2 separate regions of the Anas platyrhynchos genome follow, and region 1 is linked to region 2. Evidence: chromatin contacts called from public Hi-C data. All regions are on one chromosome and are shown on one strand. Each heading gives the region's core, a stretch centred on a gene start, on an enhancer-like site or on the middle of the called end of the contact. The rest is flanking DNA. Distances are from core to core; before and after follow the strand shown. Region 1 holds the start of KIF24 (kinesin family member 24). Region 2 overlaps UBAP1 (ubiquitin associated protein 1).

What was found. Hi-C and Micro-C count contacts between places; a contact is called where the count stands out from the background.
Region 1: a Hi-C map of liver shows a contact between it and region 2, with 2.2 times the contacts expected there. The contact joins the promoter of KIF24 here to the enhancer-like site in region 2. A contact is called at or near these places in 3 of 8 Hi-C or Micro-C datasets (liver, skeletal muscle and small yellow follicle).

What each region holds. Positions count from the first base shown.
Region 1 is chrZ:9,024,478-9,031,929 of IASCAAS_PekinDuck_T2T, forward strand. It overlaps KIF24 (kinesin family member 24), which reads right to left and starts at 4,855. Exons shown (of 15, transcript XM_038169903.2): 1 at 4,634-4,855; 2 at 4,108-4,179; 3 at 2,737-2,830. It overlaps NUDT2 (nudix hydrolase 2), which reads left to right and starts at 4,869. Exons shown (of 3, transcript XM_027447188.3): 1 at 4,869-5,025; 2 at 5,522-5,669. The coding sequence starts at 5,537.
Region 2 is chrZ:8,974,805-8,982,402 of IASCAAS_PekinDuck_T2T, forward strand. UBAP1 (ubiquitin associated protein 1) reads left to right here. Exons shown (of 9, transcript XM_038169911.2): 3 at 3,595-3,635; 4 at 6,641-6,765. The coding sequence starts at 3,602. Among named protein-coding and RNA genes, the nearest start is that of UBAP1, 19 kb to the left of the region's middle. Within about 2 kb of position 5,082, at least 4 of the 8 cell types and tissues checked have an H3K27ac peak or open chromatin away from gene starts, as enhancers often do. A contact at or near this core is called in small yellow follicle, where this site is marked.

The DNA of each region.
Region 1 (7,452 bases), core at 3,605-6,104, 49 kb after region 2:
GAGATTTTTCTCACAAATGCATAAGTGATGTGACTCTCAATCTTGAAGTAAAGCCAAGCCACTGTTGAGATTATTAGATCCTGGGAGGTAAAAATCAAAATTGACAGAGGCTAGCAGAGTCTGTACTGATTCTTGGGTTTAACTTCAACACATGTAACAGATAAACTCCACAGGAACTTCAGACTTCATTTCAGGGAGAGTTACGTTTTTGAAAAATGCCTGTCTTACATAAGGTAGTTCCAAATATAAAACCAGAGCAGTTCCTGTCTGTATGTATGCACTGCCATGGCAAAGCTCTTTTATTTGATGAAAGGAGAGGCTGAAACACAAATCTGAGACAGCAATTTCGCTGTTAAACATGAAAACAATCCATCAGGTTTGCCTATTCACATTCTTGTATCTTAGATTATACTTACTTCTTTATATATGCTTATGTTAAATACAAACAGATTGGCCAAAAATTAGTGCAAGAACTACTTTTGTGTTAACGTCTATTTGAACGATAATGTTGGGCACAGTTTTGAGGAGGAAAAAAAGGAAAAAAAATGGAAACGCTTCCCAAAAAAGAGTAACAGATGCAGAGAGAGAATTAAGAATTTCAAACTCAAGGTTCTAACTAAAAATTAAACAAAATATATTTAAGCAGTTAGAAATAACCGTGCAGCCAGATTTCCATTATCTGAAGTAACGAGGGACTAAGACTTTCAAAATAAGGAAAATCCAATTAATATAGGTACTGCAGAACATACAAGAAGGTTAATTCTGAGACATGTAAGCAGCTCAGTACGTCTTATTGATGGTCCTAAAAGTTATATAACTGCTTTGCTTCCCCACATATAATAAATCCTGCTGGATCTAGGTGGTTCCAGGACATAACTCTGGTATCTCTCCATCCATAGAACAGCTATTACACAACGCAGGAAAACTCAACATTAACTAATATTAACTATGGAAAAAAAATAAGCCAAGGTCATGGCTCTAGCATCTTGGATCATTTCAAAACTCAAGGGTAGACTATTTTTAGAAAATTTGGTCTGGTTCACACAAGAAAGAATTCAGGGGAATTACAGTTGTCAGAACAGATGATCACAATGAAACCTTTTTGGCCTTTTAATCATCAGTCCTCTGAAAAAATGAGGAGCCTGTCTCCCCATAAAAAGAATACCCTAATTTGTCCAACATTGTAGATTGTGTCCAAAGACAGTGTTTCTAAAACTGACACATAGTTTTTCACAGTAACTTTGTAAAGAAGTAAGGGAGTATGGGTATGTTTCCAATAATCCTAAATTGTTAATAATAATGCCATCTTCTGGCAAAAAGAGAGAAGACCTTTGTTTTTCTACAGTGAGTAACAGCCAGCATTCTTCCAGCTAGTGTCAGGATCTAACTTAATTTGTACACGTGAGACAATGCTGTTTTTTGGTGCAGAAAAACAGAACATTCTTCAATGTGGTAGTTTAATATTAAAGCGTGTCCAAGTCCTGAAGCTCTGTGTCACTTCTCTGAAAACTGGACTACATGTATGACAAAAGCCTAAAACTTCTTAAAATAGTTGGAAGTGACAACTGTTTTGAGAAAGAAGCGAGTCTGGAAGCATAATTCTCTGCGACCAGTCAGCCCACCATCTTTGTGCGGCAAACCTGAGGCCTCTACAACTTACTTCTTTTGCAAAGAAGTTTTAGATAAATCTTGAAAGTCTGTAAGATGATGGTAATAGGTGATTAGTTATTGTAATGATGTGCTAGAATTTTATATAAAGGAACCAACTCAAAGCACAGAATAAGGTCACACCTTGCCATCAGAGAACTGTTTCCATATTCTAAGGTTTTTAAAGGCTACAAAGATGAGGAAAATGTCAAGTATAAATAGTGGAAACCAATGATGACATTTTACGTATTGTGAAGGAAATCAATGTACTACAAAATTTTATTCCAGGATCTGATCCACAATTTTAAAATGCTTCTAATTATTAATCAGCTTTTACACAGATCTTTTCATTCTCAAAACACTTTTCTAACTGGAGAAAAGGCTGGCCTTCAGATACTCACTCAGCGAGTGTCAGTCACTCTGCATAATATAAATCTTGTAAAATCCCTACATAAACTATAATAAGAATGAAGCAGCGTTAGGCCACAATATCTGGATCCTCACTAAACTCTGATATATTAAAGATCTCAGTGCACTGTTCACTTGAGTAACACTCACATGCCCTGTTATCCCACTCTGACTCACTCATATTTACCTGACAATTTTAGTTGACTTCCTCTGGTACCCCTTATCGCCACCTCTGAGACATGGCACTACTATCATGATATCCTGATTTTAAACTAGGGAAATCAAGCCATGAAGAAGTGAAGAAACCTTATGTGTAACCTTATGTAACCACTCCTAGCCTTACAAATGTAAATTAATGCATCTATACATTTAATTCTGTAACTTCACGTAATTATTCTAAACCATAAGCCGCAGTCTGATCATTAAATATTCTTATTAGACATAATTCTCATGGATATCTGCTAAAAGTAATAATTGTTAATCAGTACACAACACTTAAACACCTTGTTTTCCTGCCTATCACTTTGTATTGTGTACATCATTCCAGTTTACAAACAGCATATAAAAAAACAGATGTTAAGAACTTTGAAAGATCTGTAAAAACATCTAGAAGGTAGGTATGTTTCCTCTTCCAACCACAACTACACCAGGTTACTTTCTCATTACTTTTAAGCACATTACCCCAAACACGTCTTCAGGTGCTGTGCCAAGGTGTTTGTTGTTTTTTGAGGTACAGAGCAGAAGACCAGAAGAAAGCCAATTTTTACTGGCAAACCTACAACAGAGAAAAGGGAGACTTATTAACTCATGTTACTAGTCATACTCTGTTATTTTTTATTCATCTGAACTTGAAGCTCTTTTGTATCTGTTATCCAAAGTGAAATCTGATTAATCCCTCCAGAAACAAATGTCTAATTTGCTTTTCCCGGGAACCACATCGAATGCTTTAATCATTCTGATCCCACCCCTTGGATACTAAGGCATTCCTGTGAAGAAATCATGGTCATGGTGTGGTTGCACTTCTATAAGCACAAGCTCCACAGTAAGAGATAATCTCTACTGCAAAACAAGTTTGTAATTCTAGTTTAATGAAGTAGATAGGGAGCTATGAAGGTCCAATTCAAATATTTACAGATCACTGCCACAGATGCATTCATCAGATTGCAGGATTATGCTATGGAAGCCCTTGAACACATACACAAAGAGATAATAAATGTTCTGACGTGAGTTGGAACAAGTGTTGTAGCAGTCTGTTTTGAAAATATGAGGAAGAAACATGAAAAATACCCATAGAAAACCATCTATAGTTTCCATATAATAAAAGTAGAAAGGAAAGAACACGTTCATTCTTAACTGACAGTTCTTCTACAGTTGGACCATGATGCAGGTCTTCTCCCTGCACTAACACTTTTTTCTTTGCTCCGGACATACCCCAGTTGCTTACTGTAAATATGATTACAGAATCACAAAATACAAGGGATTGGAAGGGACCTTAAAAGATCATCTAGTCCAATCCCCTTACTGGAGCAGGAGTACTTAAACAGGAGTACCTGTCACACAAGAACACTTCCAGGAGGGTTTTGAATGTCTTCAGAGAAGGAGACTTCACAACCCCTCTGGGCAGCCTGTTTCTAGTGCTCTGTCACTCTCACTGTAAAAAAAGTTTTGTCTCATATTTAAGAGGAACCTCCTATGTTTCAGCTTGCACACATTGCCCCTTGTCCTGTCATTGGATGTCACTGAGAAGATCCTGGCTCCGTCCTCCTGACACTCACCCTTTACATATTTATAAACATCAATAAGGTCACCCCTCAGTCTCTTCCTCTCCAAGCTAAAGAGACCCAGCTCCCTCAGCCTTTCCTTGTAAGAGAGCTGCTCCACTCCCTTCATCATCCTCATGATGAAGACTGGAAAGTGACAGGTGCTGTTGCTCCCAACGTTCCGTAAGCAGAATGAGAACCGTTATCAGTGTGCACAGAGTGACGGCGGGCAGACTGTGTGGCCTGGGCAGGGCTGAGCGTGGGGCAGCATGCCTGGCTGCCTGGCACTCACCTCCTTGTGAACACAGCCCTCCTGTCCAGGCGTACAACGTTCTTCTGCCCTTGCTTCCCTGTTGATCTCCTCCTGACCCAGAAAGCACAGAAAGGTGAACATTGCACAAAGCGGATTAATTTCAACGACATTTGAAACAGACTTAAAAAACGACAACTGAACGGACTGCTCGCGTTCTGACAGCGCACAGGGGCTGCCACACACCCCACACCAAACATAGGCCGGGGGGCTCAGCCAGGAGTGGCTCCATCCTGCAGCTGACCCCGACAACTGCTCCCAGCAGCAGCTGCAGGGGAAGCCTCCGGAGCTCGGCCACGCGCCCCCGAAGCCCGCCGGCAGCTATAAATGGGCGCCGATTATTCGAAAATTGCGCCCGAGCCTCCCTGGCCGGCAGGGTTTTTAGCAGCTGGCTCCCAGCGTTTATTTTATAATTAGAGCCCGACGAGCAGCCGCGTGCCGGGGGTACCGCCGCAGGGCTCGGAGGGGCCGCGTCAGCCCCGCAGCTCGGCCCCGGGTCAACTTTTACCGTTTTCTGCCCAGTTTCGCCCCAAAAGAAGCCTCCGCGCCTGATCACGCGTTCAGCCCAGATAAAAGCCGGCCGGGGCCGTGCTGCCCGCTGTCCGCCCGCTCCCTGCAGCGCCGAGACGGGACGGGCCGGGCCCCGCCACCGCCGGTGCCCCCCGGTCCCCTCAGCGGGCGCGGAGGCTCCGTGAGCGGCGCCCAGGCCGCGTCTCCATGGCAACAACGCCTCGCCCGCTTCAAACGGTGGCGCGCGCGGCTCGCTGGGGAGGAGCCAATCAGACGGAGGGAGGCGGGGTTAAGGGCGTGAGGGCAGGGAGAGCGTGCGCTGCGATTGGTTCAAAGAGCTGTCAGTCTCGCGTTGGGCCCTCCTCCTCGTTTCCCCATCCGGAAGCCAAGGTGAGGGCAGGGAGCGGGGCGTGCGTTGCGCTCAGAGGTCCGGGGGGGAACCGCGGGGGGCGGAGGGAGGTTCCGGGGGCGGAGGGGTCCCCAGCCCCAGCCCCAGCCCCAGCCCCAGGGTGGGGGCTCCGCGGGCAGCAGCCCGGCATTACCCGCACCTGTGGGGAAATTCAGGGCGTTATGGGGCTGTCTGTCCTGGATCCTTATCGTTTTCTGTCCCTGCAGCCTGCTATGTTCTGTATCAGTTGTAAAGAAGCAGCACACAGGTCCCATTTCGTGCCTCACAACACACACATATTTATATATATTTAATGTTTTTTTTTTAATCCAGGCTCCTCCTGCCCCACTTGCAGAGGGAAGGGCTCCGTTTTCACACCTCGCGGGTTGCCACTGGGGACGCGGCGTAATTGCACGGGACGTGGTTTAATTGCACGGCAGCAGCGAAGGGACGGGCTCGCTGCCCCAGCCCCACGTCATTTCTGCTTGTCCCCTGCAGGGAACGAGCGGGGAGATGGCGGCCAGGGCCTGTGGGCTGATCATCTACAGGAGGCTGCAGCCGGCGGCGTCCTCCAGGCCGGCTGACGGCATCGAGTACCTCCTCCTGCAGACCTCTTATGGCACCCACCACTGGACGCCACCCAAAGGTGATGTTTGCGCCGATAACCCGCTGCTCTGCCTTTTTGTCAGGAGGTTGAAGCCTGAGGTCTGCTGGGTGCTGCTGCGGTCAGCTCTGGGGGCGGCTATCAGCTGGCGTTTTTGGCATGGTTGCGCCTTTTGGGCAGCTGGAAGGGGAGCTCTGTGGCAGAGCCGGTGTTGGGCAGTGCGCTGTCCCAGCCCTGCTGCCGGGAATAGCACAACGCGGAGAGTTCAGATTCGCTGTGGATCTCCCTAAGTGCTGTTTCTTACCCGTTGGGATTTCTTTCCTCTAATTTGTGTTTCTGAGTTTGCAAAGTGGCATAGCACGTGAGCAGTTTGTGAACAGGAGTCTGTAAATTGAAAAAAAAAGAAAAAGAAAAAAAAATCTAGTAACAAAATCAGCTGCGCTCTCCTATCAGTGGAAAGAACAAAACTTTCCAAACCTCTCCCTCCCTCCACTTCACGAAAACCTCAGTGGAGAAGAGTTGCAGCCTTTGGAAAGCCAAAAACCATAAGTGGGGACATGACTGTTGTGAGAGGAGAGATCCATGCAGAAAGGTACTGGGAACACAGTAACTGAGGACAAGCCAGGACAGTAGCAAGTGAAATGACTCAGGTATACGTCTCACACACTCAGATCATATTGTTAAAGGTTTTGTAGATCAGAAACCACAATCAGATGGCAGCCTTTACTAGTAGCTTGGTACAGAGCTGAGGGCAATAAATGAAGGTGCTATTACATTATATATTCTCTGTAATTTGAGTGGTCTTCAAAGGCAGCCCCAGGCTATGTGGTGCAATAATATAACTTGTATGTGGTGCAGATCTTGATGTAATGTGGCAGGAGCCAGAATGAGAAGTTATAATCACCTCTCCAGGAGCACACAGGAGGCAAGCCCACTTACAGCTACAGCTGTACTTTGGTATTTTAAAAGTCCCTAAGCATCTCCAGCCTTTATGGGATTAAACTGTATTCCCTGCCGAACTTCATCAGCCTGATCCCTGCTTCTGGATCTGTGACTTTGCACAAGTCGAGTCTGATGGACAGGGCATGCAGGGTTTGTTTACTAGTGCAAATGGCTTTGAGGAGCTGGAACGTGGCGTGATGTGCTGCCAGTGATCCCTTTTGCTCCTGGTGGGTAGAGTGTATAGCACAAAGTGGGAACTTACTGAGTTTAGGCTTGAGGTTAGCAACAGTCAGTGGGGTGAGGTGATTGCCTCTCCCTGTGCTGGTGGGCAGGAGGTAGCATTTGTGCCCTGTGGGTTGAAACTCAACCCTGGTCTCCAGCTTTATTGCTGCGTCAGCTCATTGCTTATTTGGTAACTGGATCATTATTATCATAAAAGGAACTGGTTACTGACTGTTCGTGGATGTTCTGTGGGCATTTACTGTGGATGCTATAAAAGGAATCCAGCTGTTCAAGGCCGGGTGGATTCTGTTGCTCCAAGTCCCAGCTTTGTATATGTACAAGATGAAAATAAGTTTATCCTCAAAAAGAAGGAGATGACTTGCAGTGCTGAGAAAATATTTTTACTTAAAGCCTCAGCATATTTCATCTCAAATATCTAAGACATCAGATGCTGTTTTCTGCACAGTTGCTTTTTGAAATAGAAGTGTGTTTAGAATTTGAGATGATGTTGCATTGTAAGAGGGTGGTTATGCTAGTAATACACACAGAAGTGAGTGAGACCTGTTGGCAGAGCAACATGAGCTCCCCACGTACCCCACTTCTAAAAGGGTTGCTCATCTAGTACTAAAGGGTTGCTTTGGGTACCTGGGACCTGAGAGAA
Region 2 (7,598 bases), core at 3,832-6,331:
GTATCATCACCTCCAAATGTTCCAGGGCCAGCTGTGCTTTTCTTTCATCTTGTTCTTCAAAGCATCTTCATGCTGTCCCTTCAAGCCTGTTCAGCTTGGCACTATCTCTTTGTGCCAGTGGCTTCTATAATCAGTTTTGGCTTGTCACTTCTTTGCTTCTGCATTTTCTTGTTTTCTCTCTTATTTTCCCTTCTGTCTGTCAGTCTCTGGGCTCCGCTACACTGTGTCTCTCTGGCTGCACAGCTTTAAGATTGTCTCAGTGTAATTAAGTAAAAAGGTAGGCTTTACCTGTCCTCCCTGTATGTTCATAATAAGCTGTTGAAGTTAAAATTACTTACAACTTCCAGGCATCCCTAGCCCTAATCCCCTTTCCAAAGGGTTAGCCAGAACCAAGAATTTGGGGACAGGGCTAAGGAGGTCTATGGTTATAGAAGAAAGCTTGGAGGTGGCTGTAAGAAGACCTAGAAATATGGAACCAACTTGTTTCTCTAGCCCAGGAAAGGTGCTGAAGAACTATGTACAGTCGAGGAGGCTTTCTGTCAGTTTAAAATGCACAGCAAAGCATCAATCCACAAATGCTCTTTAGCGTCTTGTTCTGGTGTCTGGAGATCCAAGGGCTGCAGGTATCCCTTAGCTGGTTTGGAGGACAGCTTTAGGAGCAAACCCTTCAAATCTCCAAAAGAGCAGCCCCAAAGGTGAGCAAGCCCTCGCTGCCCACTGTAACAGCTTTGACCCAGCCTGAATAGCCTATCAAATCCCATTACTTAGAAGACACTGGTTTAATTAAGCCCCTTTTAGAAAGGAGGTGACGAAATGTGGCTGGCAGCCTGTGCCAGCATTCCTGCGTGTGGAGCTCCACAAGGCTCTTTGCTGACGGTGCGGGCTGGGGGAATGGCCTCTTGCTAAGTATTCGCTCACAGTGCATTAGGAAGAGCTGGTGGGATTTTAACTGGAATGCTGCTTGAATCTAAAGTGTGACTGTATGTCTGTGAATAGTGCAGTTTTATGGTAGCTTGATGTTAATGTGCCTCAACCAGTTCTGTAACACAGAAATAAGGTGTTGCACATGGCAGAAGTGTTTTTCCTGCTGCGCTTTGAAATTAATGCCAGGTGCTTGGTCTCCTCTAGGATTTTACTACAGGATTGCCAACAAAAGAAAAATACTTAGTGCTTACATGGGCATTTTTGCATACAGGGTACATCCAAGGCCCCAGCCTGATGCGGCTGCGAAACTCCCTGCTAGATGCTAGGGCTGCGCGGTTCTGTGGGACCTGTGCATGCTGCTGTTCACGTCCCTGGAGTGAACTGATAACATCATGCTAACCTGGTGTTCAGCACCTGGTGATCAGTGTGTGGGAAACTTAGTATGTCCTTGCAGCAGCCTGCTGGAGAGGGGATATCAATTATCACTTTAAAAATGATCCCTTTGGATTTTCCTTTCATTGTTCCTTGCATTTGTACAGTCTAGAGTGAGTTGCTTCTGATAAGAGTCAGGCAGTGTAGTCTGTACTGCCTTTGGGTCACTGAGTGAGGAAGCTACTTCCTCTCTCTGCATCGCAAGTTTTAAACTCCTTTCGTAAAGGAGCACTTGGCTTTCAGTCTGAGGTAGTAGCTAGAAAAAAGCAGAGTTGGGTGGAGTGCAAGGAAGTGCGTAGAGACCTGTCCCCCGTTTGTGGCGGATGACAGCTGGAGGCAGTACATGCAGTACATGAAGACTGTTTTACTTCACAGGTGGCCTGGCTGTCTCAATAACAGCAAATAAAGTTTACATCTTTATTGCTACTCCCACAGAGACCTGACGGAGCAGCCACTTGCCTGACCCTGTGATCTGGGCCTGAAAGGTGTGGGTGGTTTCATGCTGTGTAGTCTGATCTCTGCGGTGCTGTGACCAGTAAAGCCCTTTCAGCTCCAGTAGTTCATGTACAACTGTACTGGCTGGTCTTGTGGCTTTGCCCTCGGCCTTCCCAAATATCCTTCGAGAGGCAAACTCAGCACTGTTTCATCTCCTTCCCTCTTTGAAGTCTCCATGTGTTGTTTCCTTTCGAGAAGCAGGTGTTGGCTGGTGCCAAAGCCAAGCTTGTTGGCCAAGAGGAGCTCTGTGGGGCATAAGGACAATGCTGAGAGGGAGAGACGTGCAGCAAGGAACCTGACAAATGCCAAGCAGAGTGATGTGCAGCTGGAGCTGCCCAGCATGACTCACTTCCCCACAGCCTAGTGTCTGCTTGCTTTGCTTCAGGAAGTTGGGCTACATCCGGGTAAATCTTGCAGCTTTTGGCTGTGTTAATTCCCATTAGCCACTGGTGTTGAATGAGCTATTGACTCCGGTGTGGTGTTGAAAGGGACCTTTACCTAGAAAAAGGTAGTTTCCAAAAGTACTTCAAACCATCTCTTCCTGATCGCTACCGTGTCAGCTGCTGCCAGGAGGGACAGCGAATCTGTCTGTGTGGTCCTAGGCTCTGGACATCCTTCCTCAAAGGTAACTTTTGCAGCTGGAATCCATAACAGAAACACTGAGGCTGAAGAATGAGACCTCACCTGGGGAGTGATGGGTTTGGAAATAAGATCTGCACCAAATTGTGCTTTGAGCATTGACTGCTGCTGCTGGGGGTGTAGCAGGTAATTTCATGGGTTTGAAGATTACCTGCTGGACAGGGCACTCTGTCAGCTGGAGGGCTGCAGAAACAAAGGGCAACTCTGAGGCTCTGTTATGCATAACATCAAAGGGGGGCTTACAGATGGAGTTATCGAGGGAAATGTGCTGTGGTGTTTTAAGGAAGATCTTATGATGCTCTTCTATCTGCTTCTGCTGCTAGACAAAGTTACTGAACACGCCACAAGCATCCTGGAGTAGGGTTTTAGCGGACTGATGAACAAAAATACCCTGTAGCTTGCTCTAGTTTCAAAGCAGCTCTCTTCTCAGGATAGCCCTGAGAAGGCCCTCTGTGTTAAAAGCTGCCTGAATAATCATGTGTTTAACATCTTAGCCATGTAGGATTTGCACTGACTTCACAAATTAAAAAAAAAAGTAGATGATTAAATGGTTAGCATTGTTTCCTCATGCATATCCGAAATCTTGAGGTCTTCCTACCAGTTACTGCGTACCAGCATTGTGTATTGTTATCGGTGTGCCACCCAGCACGTCTAGACAAGTGCCATGCTGGCTGTGCATGCACAATATCATAGTACCCCTTTTTAGAGCAACGGGGATTAAACTGAAGAGGATCAGTGTGGTATTTCCAGGAGGAAGGGCTGTTAATGCTGGGCAGGCAGTATGTGCTCTGTGGGGCTGGGAAGGAGCAGTCTCGGAGTGCTGTGATCTACAACCCGATCTTTCTAATCAGCCTGGCTGCTTCTTGACTATTTGTGGTTTTATTTTCCTGGCCATTTGGATTGTCAGACCCTGAGCAAAGTTATTTATTCACTCCATCAATTCTTGGTGCTATAAAATCCATTTTACTGTCTGTCTTTGCAACAGGATAAACATAGCAAGTGTCAGCAGCGTGTCCCATACTACAGAGATAAGGCTGAAACCACATAGGCTTATGCAATGCTATATGTATGAAGTTGCTAAATGTATTTTAAAATGTCTTTCAGGTTCTAAATGGCTTCTAAGAAGTTGGGATCCGACTCTCATGGTAAGTGGAATTTGGTACCCTTGCCCTTTCAATAGGATGAATCGTAGTGTTGCTGCTGAGTAATGTCCTGGCTGTCAAGACTGATCTGTTCAGCCCCTGACTGGCTTTTTTGTTAGGGACAAAGTGCCTTGGCTTCCTTCTTGCATAGTTGCTTGCTGACGCTGTGCTCATTCTCTAGTTAAACTGGAGTTTAGCCTTTGACTATCTCCCATCATCCCTGCCCCTCAGTCATGGCAGGATAATACCTCCCCAGCAATCCCCTTCAAAATCAAAGCTGAACTGCAGTTTTGGTGCTTATGTGATGCTCGCTGAAGCAGACGCTAGATCTGCAGCCTCTTACTATGAAAGTCAAGTGAGAGGCTGGATTGCAACTCAAGCTTTTAATGTATCATTGGGTTGCATTTTGCTCAGTAATGAATTTATTCCTAAATTGGACTTACCTGGCTTAGTAGCTAACAGGCAAGTGATCTCTCCTACATCTGAGATGTGTAATGTCATGCAGATGATTGGCGTCATAAGAATTATGTGCTGCAATGCATGTTTCTTTTAGAAAATGGGGTATAAATGTGAGAGGACTCCTTTCCCTGACTCTCTTTTTTTGTGTGTAATGTAGATTCTTAAAATGAGTAATCAGTTAAAGCTGTGATGGTGGTTCAAATTAAATTTCTAAAAATCAGCATATTAAATAACAGAAAACCTTAAATTGCTTTGCTTAAGCATAGTACCATTGAAACAGTGGCTTGGCTGTTAGTTAGTATATGTTGGTGTTGCTTTTTGTATTAAATTTACTGTTAGAAGACAAATTGAGTCCTTATCTATTTGAGTATTGAGGCAGTAAGTTCATACATTTAAAAGTCAAGAAATCAAGTTTTCCTAGACCAGTACTTTTGTGATTAGGCTGAATGCTATGAGCATCGGTGTTTTGCTTCAGAAACACTTTTTTTCTATTAACTGTCCTAAAACAGTTGGTGTCTCTTAACATTTTTTTTTTTTGTAGGCTTGTATTTGAGATGAGGTTATAGCACTGTATTAGAAAATTACCATACTGGGAAGAAACAATGTTTTTATTCCTTAGTCTAGGTGCTGAGGTTAAGCTGACAGTCATTAGTTCAGCTCATCTAGTCTGGGTGTGCTTAGTGTTTTACTGTCCTGAAACAAGGGATGTTGCTCTATAAATACCACAGCGTGTGCTCTGTGGCTGGTGTGAATTTCAGGCAAACAAGGCCACGGGAGGGGAGATGTCTCCCAGTTACTGTGTCAATAAGTCTAATAAAACAGGTATTTGTGTACTGAGCAACTTGGGCTGTGAGATGGATGCAGAGACGCGATTGTGCTGGGCTTGGACGCTTGGATCATCCCAGTTAGAGCAGGACTCGTACCAGTGGGACTAACCAGGGCATGGCAGCAGCAGCAGTCAAGCTGGACTCTGAGCATTTCAGAGATAAGGCTGTCTCTGACCTGGCCATGATGTAAGTGCAAGCACAAAGGCTGCCACAATTGCTACTTCTGCAGAAACACATGCTGTTGTATCCAAGTTCTCACGCTGCCAGCTCAAATATTCTTTGGATGTCACGGTGTTGGTGGCCATCAAGGTGCAGTTTGGATGCTGTGCTGTGTACTGCTTCTCAGTAAGGACCAGTGAAAATACTATTATATTCTGCCTGGAGTTCTCTTTTGTTGTGGTTGTATGGGTGCCATGTAGGTTGTTCAGCCTGAGGGTGTCAGAGCTATAGGAAATGCCCTCTGTGTCCCAACAGGGCTCTGGGATCAGTGCATAGCAGGAGAGCTCAACTGATGACAGCACATAAACATTTGACTCCAAGTTAACAGGATATTCCTGTTCCCAAAAGCTGCTTGTTCTCTTGGAGCTTGTGGCTGCGTTATTGTAGATGAGTCAACAGTGAAGGAGCACAAATAGTACTTAAACTGTCATCCAAGTATGAAAATGGGTCACATAAAAATGGCAAGTCACAGCTCACTGAGCAAGAGGTTAGTCACCAAACATCTCACATTGCCACTAATGTCTTGTCGGGTTTGTAGCACTCGGAGCAAAGTTACAAATGATTACTAGACAAACACTTGAAATTGCTGTTATACACAGTCAAAAACCTTGCCTGTAATTCCAAAAGCTTAGACCAGTTAATGTAGAAACTGGCTACAATTTATTTTATGGGTTTTCTTGCACTTCTTCACAGCAGCTCACGGAAAACAAGCCTTTAGTCTGGCTTCTTGGAGGAGCTTGAGTCATTGGTGATTCTGCCTAGTGAGTTTGCAGGGTGCCTGAACAGCTTTTGTCCTAAAACACTTCATAAATACTACGCATAAATGATAGATGTAAAGCACAGATGGAGGACCTTGAGGAGTCTGTGGCCTCGCACTGGAGTGATTACAAATAAGAGTGGATCTAGTCAGATTGCCATGTTTAAAAAGTCAGGATTGCAATACTGAATGTTCTTGAGCTATTTCACTGTTTCGGTTAAAGCAGATCTGGGCTTTGGGCTGTTTTTTCCTTGTGACCATTTCTGTCCAAATGTTACTGTCCACTTGTATGCTAAAACTGTTCATTTTTGTGTTTTTCTTCCATAGCTGCTCTAGAGCTGGGTCATTTTAAAACTTGTTTTGTATATCACAAACTAATGGCTCCTTCTATAGAGGCGTAACAGAACACAACATTCAGGAGAGCTTCAGATTCTGGTTGTGTAGGCATAGTGTTGTCATGAGGAAAGCTAAGATGCTGGGATTTTAACTACAAAATTTGTTCAGCTATTGGAGTGTTGTAAAACCTTGTTATGGGCTGGAATATTATTTTTTAAAAGAACAAAACTGAAGCAATGAAGTCCGGGCATATTCAATGTGTTTCTATTCTCACAACTTCCTTTGTGTTGAGTCACATTGTGTGGTTGGGGCAGCAGAGAGAGAGTAGCTGCCACATACAGAAATGTGAGGTTTAACTGAATGCATTAAATTTATAGGGTTTTTGATACCATTTCTTCTTCTGATCTTAGGGCCTTTCAGCTATCTCGATGATGTCCCGTTTAAGATAGGAGACAAATTTAAAACCCCTGCGAAGGTTGGATTACCTATTGGTTTCTGCCTGCCAGATTCTTCTCAGCTTGTCAGAGAAGCCCAGGTAAGGATGGTTTGTGCACTTCTGCTCTTTCTGCTGCCACCCCAGGTCTTCAATGTGTTATTCTGTGAACTACATTTTTTTTTTGGGTGTTAGTCTTCACTGTGCTGTACTGTTACTTTATAGTCTTCTAGAATGTAGAGGAAGATGATAAATATTGTAAGCTGTGCCGAAAGTTTCTTCTTACCCCTATAAAAAGCCTGATGGCATTTATTTTCATGTATCTATTCCCCCCCAAAAATAGTGTTTTTAAACAGTTAAAGGTTTAAATGCTGCCCTGACAGTGCTAAACTAAAATCGTATTTTTAAGAGGAAGGATGGTAAGAATTGAAACACCCATGCTATGGCATATCCTCAAACAGCGTTCTACAAGTATGGCCACATTCCGTGCATTATCACTTTAATGGGGTGAAAAAATAAATTTCTGGTTCTTAAAGTCTGTGCAGTACTGAGTGGGAGATCTTCTCCAGCCATGTAGCGAAGATGTTGCTGCTTGGTATGGATTTCTTCCAGGTCTCTGAGGCACGTGGCTCTTGCTGTAAACTTTTGGTAGCACAAAAGCAATTACTTCAGCATAAATCCAATCTCCAAATGCAGGTTGTGATGCAGGAAATACAATTGAACTATAGTTTTCTCATTTGAATCTGTGATTCTCCTTGGGCTGCCCAGTTTGTTGACTTCAGCATCAGCTGTGACAGATTGCTGTGGACAGGTCTGATTTTTTCTGCCCTGCAACTTATCTGCTGCAGAGCTGAACATCCGAATTTCCTGACATCGTGGCTTGTTATTATAACCGTTAAGTGGTTGCCTGACTGATTGTCCCAATACACATACTT